2 separate regions of the Columba livia genome follow, and region 1 is linked to region 2. Evidence: chromatin contacts called from public Hi-C data. All regions are on one chromosome and are shown on one strand. The core of a region is the stretch at or near the end of the contact, and the rest is flanking DNA. Distances in the headings are between cores, read along the strand shown.

Region 1 (3,889 bases), core at 746-3,245, 120 kb after region 2:
TGCCTGAGAACATTTGCCACCCACATACGGCAACAGCATTCAGGAACTAAACCCTATTTACCAAGCTTAGTTTCATTTCCAGTCCTTTGTGCCAAAATCCCAGTGCAATGTAATTGGTGTACATAAGTGGACCCACAGTTTTGGCAGTATTTGCTGTGCATTAACCTTCTCTTAGTCTGGTTTTGAGTCTATAGACACACTGCAACAGAAAAATTTACAGCCACAGAAATGTAGGGGACTGCAGATATGACAAAGGACGTCAGGAGACACATTCAAGGGACAATAAAAAGTATCAGAGAGCTCTTAAATAAGAGACATTGAAATAGCACTGAAAATGGTATTAAACGTATTGTAACATCTGAGCAAAACTCCACAACTGGAACCAGACAGCTTGCTTTGAACACTTCATCGGGCATTTTTCTCTGTCACAAACCAAACTAAAAACGTAGCCAAACTAGAGAGATCTGGTAGACAATACCCTTTGGGCTAATGAGGGATCAAACACAAATCCGTTTTGGTGCTTAGGTCTCTTTTGAATAGAAGGCAAGCAACTCTGAGTTTTGTCATGATATATTTAGGCAAGGGTTTTGAAAGAAAACTGATTCACTACCTTCATTCATGTTCAGTTACAGCAAATCTAAAATTTACTCTCTACCCTCATTCACTACCCTCACTCATCTGAAAGACTTGGGAGTGATATTACAGTAACTCGTTCTCCGAGTGAGAATGTGTCCATGTGTTGCTTTGACGTGGGACCATGTCTGACATGGGACCAATGCCATCCTTAAAGAAGCACCATACGGAGTTCAGCTCTACCGTTTACATAGATTTTTCCCTAGGTTTTGTATTCATGCTTCCCTTTTGCATCTGTATTTGTCAAAAAAAGGGCTGTAAAGGCAAATAAGAATCCCGGTTCTGGATGCTTGCCAGGAAAATGTAACTCTATTCCACCCTCTGCCCAAGGTAAAGGCTAAACAATGTTCATCATCTGTGTCATCCAGTTCTGTACACCGCAAGGCTCCAAGTGTCAAACTGCAACACAGCGAGCCTCAACCTGTGTCCAGAGTAACACAGTAGCCAGCGCTGGGTCGTGACACAAGCTGTGCTACCTAGCTTGATTACAAACTATCGCGCTTCAAAAGCAGCTTTTTGAAAAACACAACGGAGTCTCACAGCTACCACGCTTGGTAGCTTTGTGCTCCTTGTAATAAACTTCTACGTTGAAATTATTGCTACAGGGACCGAGTGTGCCTGTCTGTGGATGCCCCGCACACCAGCCCCGGCCAGGTTGCGGGAGCAGCCCCCGGGGCTGAGCCCGGACTTGCAGAGCACCGCTGGAAGAGCCCAGCCGGTGCACCCTGTCTGTTCAAACTCCCTTTCCTCCGCGTCCCCCACTCCCCTGTCCCTTTCCCTTCCTACGAAGTCGAGATTAAAGTCTGCGCAGCCGGTTTCCGGAGGAACCAGCCTCTTTCCCTCGCCCCTGGCCCCCGAAGAGGGAGAGAGGCGATGGCCACGGCAGCCCCCGCGGCCGCCCACAGATGCTCTCTCGGCCGGGAGATGCGGGACGGGAGGGACCCAGCGGTCCCGCGTCCCAGGGCGCTACCAGCCTCTCCCTTTCCCAGGCAGCGGGGAACCTCTCGCCCCTGCGGCCGGGACGGCAGCGGAGCTGAGGGGGTCTCAGCTCTCCCCCACGGGGGAGGACGGGGTGGCAGGAACCGGCGCCGTGTCGGCACGGGAGAGCGGTCCCTGTCTGAGGGGAGAGGATGCTCCAGGGCAGGGAGGCACTGGCTGCCCGGGGAGAGCAGCTGCCCGGCCGCGGGGCGGGGGCGCCGGGCCGGCACCTCAAGGCGCGGCGGCGGGGCCGGCCGGTCGCACGGCTCCTCCCGCTGGGGCGCTGCCGGGCCGGGCCGGGGGCGGAGGAGGCGGGGAAGCGGGGAGCCGCTGCCGTCACCGAGGCTCCCAGCTTGTTCGCCTCGCCGCCGCGGCAGCCCCAGCCCCGCTCCCACCCCCTTCGCCTGCCCCCACCCTCCTTCCCTTTTTCTCGCTCTCTCGGCGGGAGCAGTGTGCCTCCCTTCCCAGATGGCAGCCGGCTGCGCCATGCAGCCGCCCGTTCCTCCTCCTCCTCTCCCTCCTGTCCGGCTCTAAGTCAATGCCATGCTGCCGCTGCTACTCCCGGCATTGCTGGCCGCCTGCCTGCCGCCCTGCCAGGGCTGGAGCCCCTCGGCGGCTGCGAGCGGGCAGGAGGAGCAGGAGCAAGAGCTCTTCTTGCCCCCTGTCAACTCCTCCTCTCGCACCTTGGCCAGCGTCGAGATGGACCTCGATGGGGCAGCAAGCAAGGAGGAAAGTGGCACCACCAGCCCGGGCACGCCGGCTGCCTCTAGCCAAGAGCCGTTCCCCTCCGCTCCCACCTCCTCCGGGCAGCAGCAGCAGCAACAGCAGCAACAGCAGCGTCCCCAGCCGCAGGGACAGCCGCAGCCCGCCGAGGACCCGCACTGCAATATCAGCGTGCAGCGGCAGATGCTGAGCTCGCTGCTGGTGCGCTGGAGCCGCCCGCTGGGCATCCAGTGCGACCTCCTGCTCTTCTCCACCAACAGCCACGGGCGGGCCTTCTTCTCCGCCGCCTTCCACCGCGTGGGGCCACCGCTCCTCATCGAGCACCTGGGGCTGGCGGCCGGCGGCGCCCAGCAGGACTTGCGCCTCTGCGTGGGCTGCAGCTGGGTGCGGGGGAGACGGGTCGGGCGCCTGCGGGGCGCCGCTCCCCAAGCCCCCGCTGCCGCCGCCGGGGCCTCCTCCTCGCTCTCCTACCCGCCGGCGGCGGAGCCCGGCCAGTATTGGCTGCAAGGGGAGCCGCTGAATTTCTGCTGCCTGGATTTCAGCCTGGAGGAGCTGAAGGGAGAGCCGGGTTGGCGGATGAACCGCAAGCCCATCGAGTCTACCTTGGTAGCTTGTTTCATGACTCTGGTCATCATCGTGTGGAGCGTGGCCGCCCTCATCTGGCCGGTGCCCATCATCGCCGGCTTCCTGCCCAACGGCATGGAGCAGCGTCGCAGCACCGCCGCCGGCACCACCGCCGCCGCCGCCAAGTAGCCTCTCCCGGTCACTCCTTCCCCCGCTTCTTTTCGTCGTGCGGTGCGGAGGGACGCGGGGCGGCCGCCGCCTCCCGCCGGGCCAAACTCTGCCGTCTTGTTCTTGTTTAAAGCTTGTCCCAGGTGCGCGGAGGGAGGCCGCCGGCCCGGTGTGCCGTGGGGCCGCCCGGGGGCTGCCTCGGGGTCCCGGCGTCGCCTCAGGGTCCCGGGGCCGCCTCAGAGTCCGTCCCGCCCTGAGGGGAGCAGCCCCGCCGCGCCACTCACCCCGCCGCCGGAGGGGACCGAATCCTGTGTGCTCGTTTTATATCTTTAATACCCGTTTTAAACGAACCTTTTAGTAGAAAAAAAAAAACAAAAAAACCCAAAAAAACAACAACGCAGGAAATAAAAAAGACCCTCCCATTCAACTGCATTTGTTGTAGTCGGAGTAGCTTTTTTGTATATGAAATACAGTTTGAGTGGGTTTTTTCTTTATTTACAGAAGTCTCTTTGGCAGGATTGAGAACTGAAGCAGTATATATATATATATATATATATATATATATATATGTAGTTATTGATGAAGCTGAACTTTAACAAAGCTTTTTCACTGTATTTCCCAGTTGAGATAGTGTGTATTTATTATTGTAGCTCTGCGTTATTTGGCTTTTAATACAGAGATTTTCTTTCTGGAGCCACCGTAGCCTTTTGTCAGTCTGTTTTCGCCAGGGTGGAATGGGGGGTTCAGCCGATTTCCCCATCTGCAAACCAGCTGCAAAGCAACTCTTTGCCCATGAGATGACTTTGGGGTTGGTGGTAGAAAA
Region 2 (3,919 bases), core at 6-2,505:
AATTAAATTTATTGCACCAAGGAAAAATAAAAATATTTTTCCCCGTCACTGCATATTTCAGTCTCTTTAAGGTCTCACACCATTATTAAAATAGCTACACTTGCTGCTATGTAAAATAAAGCTAATGAAGTAGCCAGAAAATCCAAATCAGATAGGGCTCTCCATTAAAAGTGACTTTCCAAGGAAGACTTGTTTTTAATGACAAAGAGTAAGCACAGATCATACGCCAAGTTAGTAAAAGCTGAATGCAGGAATAAGCATTTCCTATTTTTGTTTATGCTGACAGAGGCTACAAAAATGCAATACAAAATACATTACCAAGTATGGGGAAAAAAACCCCTACGTGTTCCTAGTGGGAGACCGCAGGAGAATGGAGACATGCCCAAAATGAGCAAGCCAGAGACCATCTAACAAACACAGGGCTCAAAAACAGATCGAGCCCAGTACTGTATTTCTCCTGCAGCGTACAGAGATTTTGCCAGTGTTGTTGTGGCTCCATCTCATGGTCACGCTCAGAGTTACACTTTAATATACATTGATAAAACCAAACACCTAAAAACCTTCCTCTTTGAAGAAAGCGACGTCTTTCTTGGCTGCAGAAGGGAACTGCCAAGACACAGCAGCACGTCAGGTGTGATGCGATTCTGATCTAAATATTGCAGCACCAGTCATGGTCTGGTGTCATAAACGCCTCCTGAGCCACACCACTGCGCACACCTGAAGTGAAGCTGTGTTCAAACAGACATTTCTGGCACAGAAAATGAAGAGGTGGCTTGAGTTCTTTGAACATTTGATTACACTTCAGATTGTAAGGGTGCTGGAACAGGATGCGCCTTCACCTGCCTGTGAAATTGGTCTGTGCCCACGCTGGAGTACGGGCACCGTGTCCTGAGTTGTTGCAGCTTTTGAACACGTACGTCAGACGGGACCCCACCTGTTAAGTCTGCTTGACACCTCCCAGAAGGATCAGCTGTGCTAGCCATGAAGCATGTAATCCACCTTTTTCCTTTCAGTAATGTTCATGTACAGGTTCATTTCTACAACAGAATAAGTTCTCTATATAGAAGCATGCAATGGATGGAGGGGCAAGCATGACAGACAGATCAGGAACTCCTGCTCACTGCCAAGTCCTTAGGCTACTTGTTCTCCTCCACACACCGCGAGTAGGACTTTCAATCCAATTACAAATGACCTGCTTGGAAGGACTCTGTGGAGCCTGCCACAGTGACAAAGAGCAGAGTCAGAAGAAAGGATGGCTCTGGCAAGGGAGCTCACTGCTTGTATCTGCATCCCACACTTCCTGAGAGGCTGAGAGAGCCCGATAGTATGTTCTGGGGCCAAGACAAGACCTTGGTCAGTCACTGCCAACTGAGTTCAGGTGCTTGTGAAACCTGCAGTCAGACCTACCTGCAACAACCTGGCAATCCTGTAGAAAGCCAGAAATGACTGGGAGATGTGGGAACTCATCATTTTAGGAAGAAAAAAGATCAAACAATATCGAACGTTCAGATTTTACACAGCCAATAGCTGAGTGCTTTTACTTACAATCAACACTATTGACAAAGTCCCTAATGAATGCAGAGAAGCTCTAACATCCTGCCTTTACAGGATAAGTTATTTCTGTCACACACTTATCTTCTTTTATTCTGTAATGTAGCTATGTGAAAACAGTGCTTTCTCTGTCAGAACCAAATCTGCTGACTTAATGGCAACAATAAACTTTTTTATTGCTTTATAATCCTCTGGGGAGAATGTGCTAGATCCCATTTCCAATTATTCATCAGGCAGAACCAATTACTAAAGCCTAGGGAAAAGTCAAATTCTGTGTAACTTGTACTTGCAATAATCCAGTTGAGCAGGTGTAAGCGAGTGTGTCAGCACATGCTCACCATGGTGGATCAGGCTGGAACCGATGAGGAGGCTGCTGGCCCCACCTGCCTACCTGGCCCCTCTCCCAGCGGTGGTCACAGCTGGGAAGGCTGATAGGCTTGTAAATTAATCCCAGAACCAATACACTTTACAGACCAGATTTCTAAAAGAAAATGACATCAATTTGGGCTTAATCTGTTGTCACATGTACCAATACCCAGAGGGTGCTATTTATTCTGCCTTGTTATTCCTGAGGAAATGAGCAACACTTCCCAACATCTCCAGTTCAATCATTAAAAATATTAAAGATCATGCCTCACCATCAGGGGATATTTAAACTATATTCACACCTTTACAATTTTAGATGCCTACAAACATTGCATTTTTTATGAAAGCATGTGTGACATCTGCAAATTAATGGCCTATAATATTTCTATTGTAATAATGTACATAATATTTGAAGAGATTGCTTTGAAAATCTGAACTATGAAATGTTAAACTTTAGGTTTCACCTTCCTGATTATATTAATAGCCATTAGTACAGAATTTAAGACTGTCAGAAAATATTTCCATGGATTTGAAAGTCAGAGGATAGGAGCCAAACAATGAAAATTTCCCTGAAGAAAACCAATCAAAATGAAAAATTCCTACAGATTGATAGGGTAATAATAAAAACTTGTCAGGATACTAGATAACACTTTAAATGGTGGCAGCTCTCATTAACTGAGATGCAGCAGAATTTTACTAATTTGATCTGTGAACAAGATCTGAGCAGCTAGAGAAAGGCTGAAAATGCACAAGAGGGCAGTGTTTTTTAACATTTTAATGTTCTCCCTCGAAGCTGTGGGCTTCAACACCATGACTTTTAAACTTCCTAGCAATAAGCTTGTTGTTTCTAATCACTCTTTTCAGATCTCTCAGACCAGCCCTTGAGCTGTCCTAAGAGAAGACTGAGCAAAAGTGGCTTCTGACCAATGCTAAAACATATTTTAAACACGTGGTCATATTTATAAAGGAGTTGATATTTCCATATCAAAACAAGATCCTAATTTAACTTCATGACTTAAAAGCACCTAATGCTCCAAGTGCATAGAGCTAAAGGAAGCAAACAATTTTGCGCGTAATGATGAATTTGTTACAGTCATCTTGTGTTCTGAGCACACATATAAGCAGTACGTACAGTAGATCCTAGGGGCAATGCTGTAACATATCTTCACGTGTGCAACAAACAGTTCTTGAGATTGCATATGGCCTCAAAGGAATTCTCCACAGTCTTGCAAATTACTTGTACAGAAAGAAATTTTCTTTGCTATTGTCACTAGACATAGTCAAGTGCTTCTTGAGCATTTTTTTAATTGAAGTTAAGAGGTTTTTTTCTGCAATTTACCATATGTAGACCAATCTAGGCACAGTGCTTTGGTATTGCTGCTCTGTCACAGCAGACTATGAAAAAAACACATTTCAAATTCATACAGGTACAGAATCACGGACTCTTAAAATAACATAGGCTAGAAGGGACCTTTCGAAGTCATTTGGTCCAACCCCTTTCTCACAGAAGACCTAACTTCAGGTTGCTCAGGGTCTCATCCAGCTGAGTTTTGAAAATACACAATGATGGAGATCCTACAATTTCTCTGGTCAAACTGTTCCAGTCTGACCACCTTCACTGTCAAAATTATTTTCCTTCTATCCAGTTGGATCTTGCTGCAATCTGTGACTGGTTATCTCTTCCTTTCTCTGTACACCTCTGAGAAGAGTCTGGTTCTGTCTGCTCTATAATCCTCCTGTAGCAGACTGCAACTAGGCATGCTTGTCTGTTCTTGAAGATGAGGTTTTTGTCTGCCTTTCTCCACTCAACAGGGACATTCCATGATAAGCATGACCTTTCAAAAACACTTGACAACAGTCTCACAATGGTAAAAGCCAGCTCCTTCAGAAAGCCAGCTCCTTCAGCACCCTTGGATACATTCCATTTGGTCCCAGGGATCTATATGTGTCCAGATTACTTAAGTGACCCCTAACTCAATCCTACTCTAAAGTGGGTAGTGCC

What was found. A called contact is a pair of places that touch in the nucleus more often than the background predicts.
Region 1: a contact with region 2 is called in a Hi-C map of crop, with 4 times the contacts expected there. The contact joins the promoter of TMEM158 here to the enhancer-like site in region 2. A contact is called at or near these places in 2 of 2 Hi-C or Micro-C datasets (crop and liver).

The regions. Positions count from the first base shown.
Region 1 is chr2:47,556,995-47,560,883 of bColLiv1.pat.W.v2, forward strand. TMEM158 (transmembrane protein 158) reads left to right here and starts at 1,996. Exons shown (of 1, transcript XM_065051767.1): 1 at 1,996-3,889. The coding sequence starts at 2,155. The coding sequence ends at 3,087.
Region 2 is chr2:47,440,231-47,444,149 of bColLiv1.pat.W.v2, forward strand. All of the region lies in intron 14 of LARS2 (leucyl-tRNA synthetase 2, mitochondrial), which reads right to left. Among named protein-coding and RNA genes, the nearest start is that of LIMD1, 36 kb to the left of the region's middle. Within about 2 kb of position 1,256, at least 1 of the 3 cell types and tissues checked has an H3K27ac peak away from gene starts, as active enhancers do.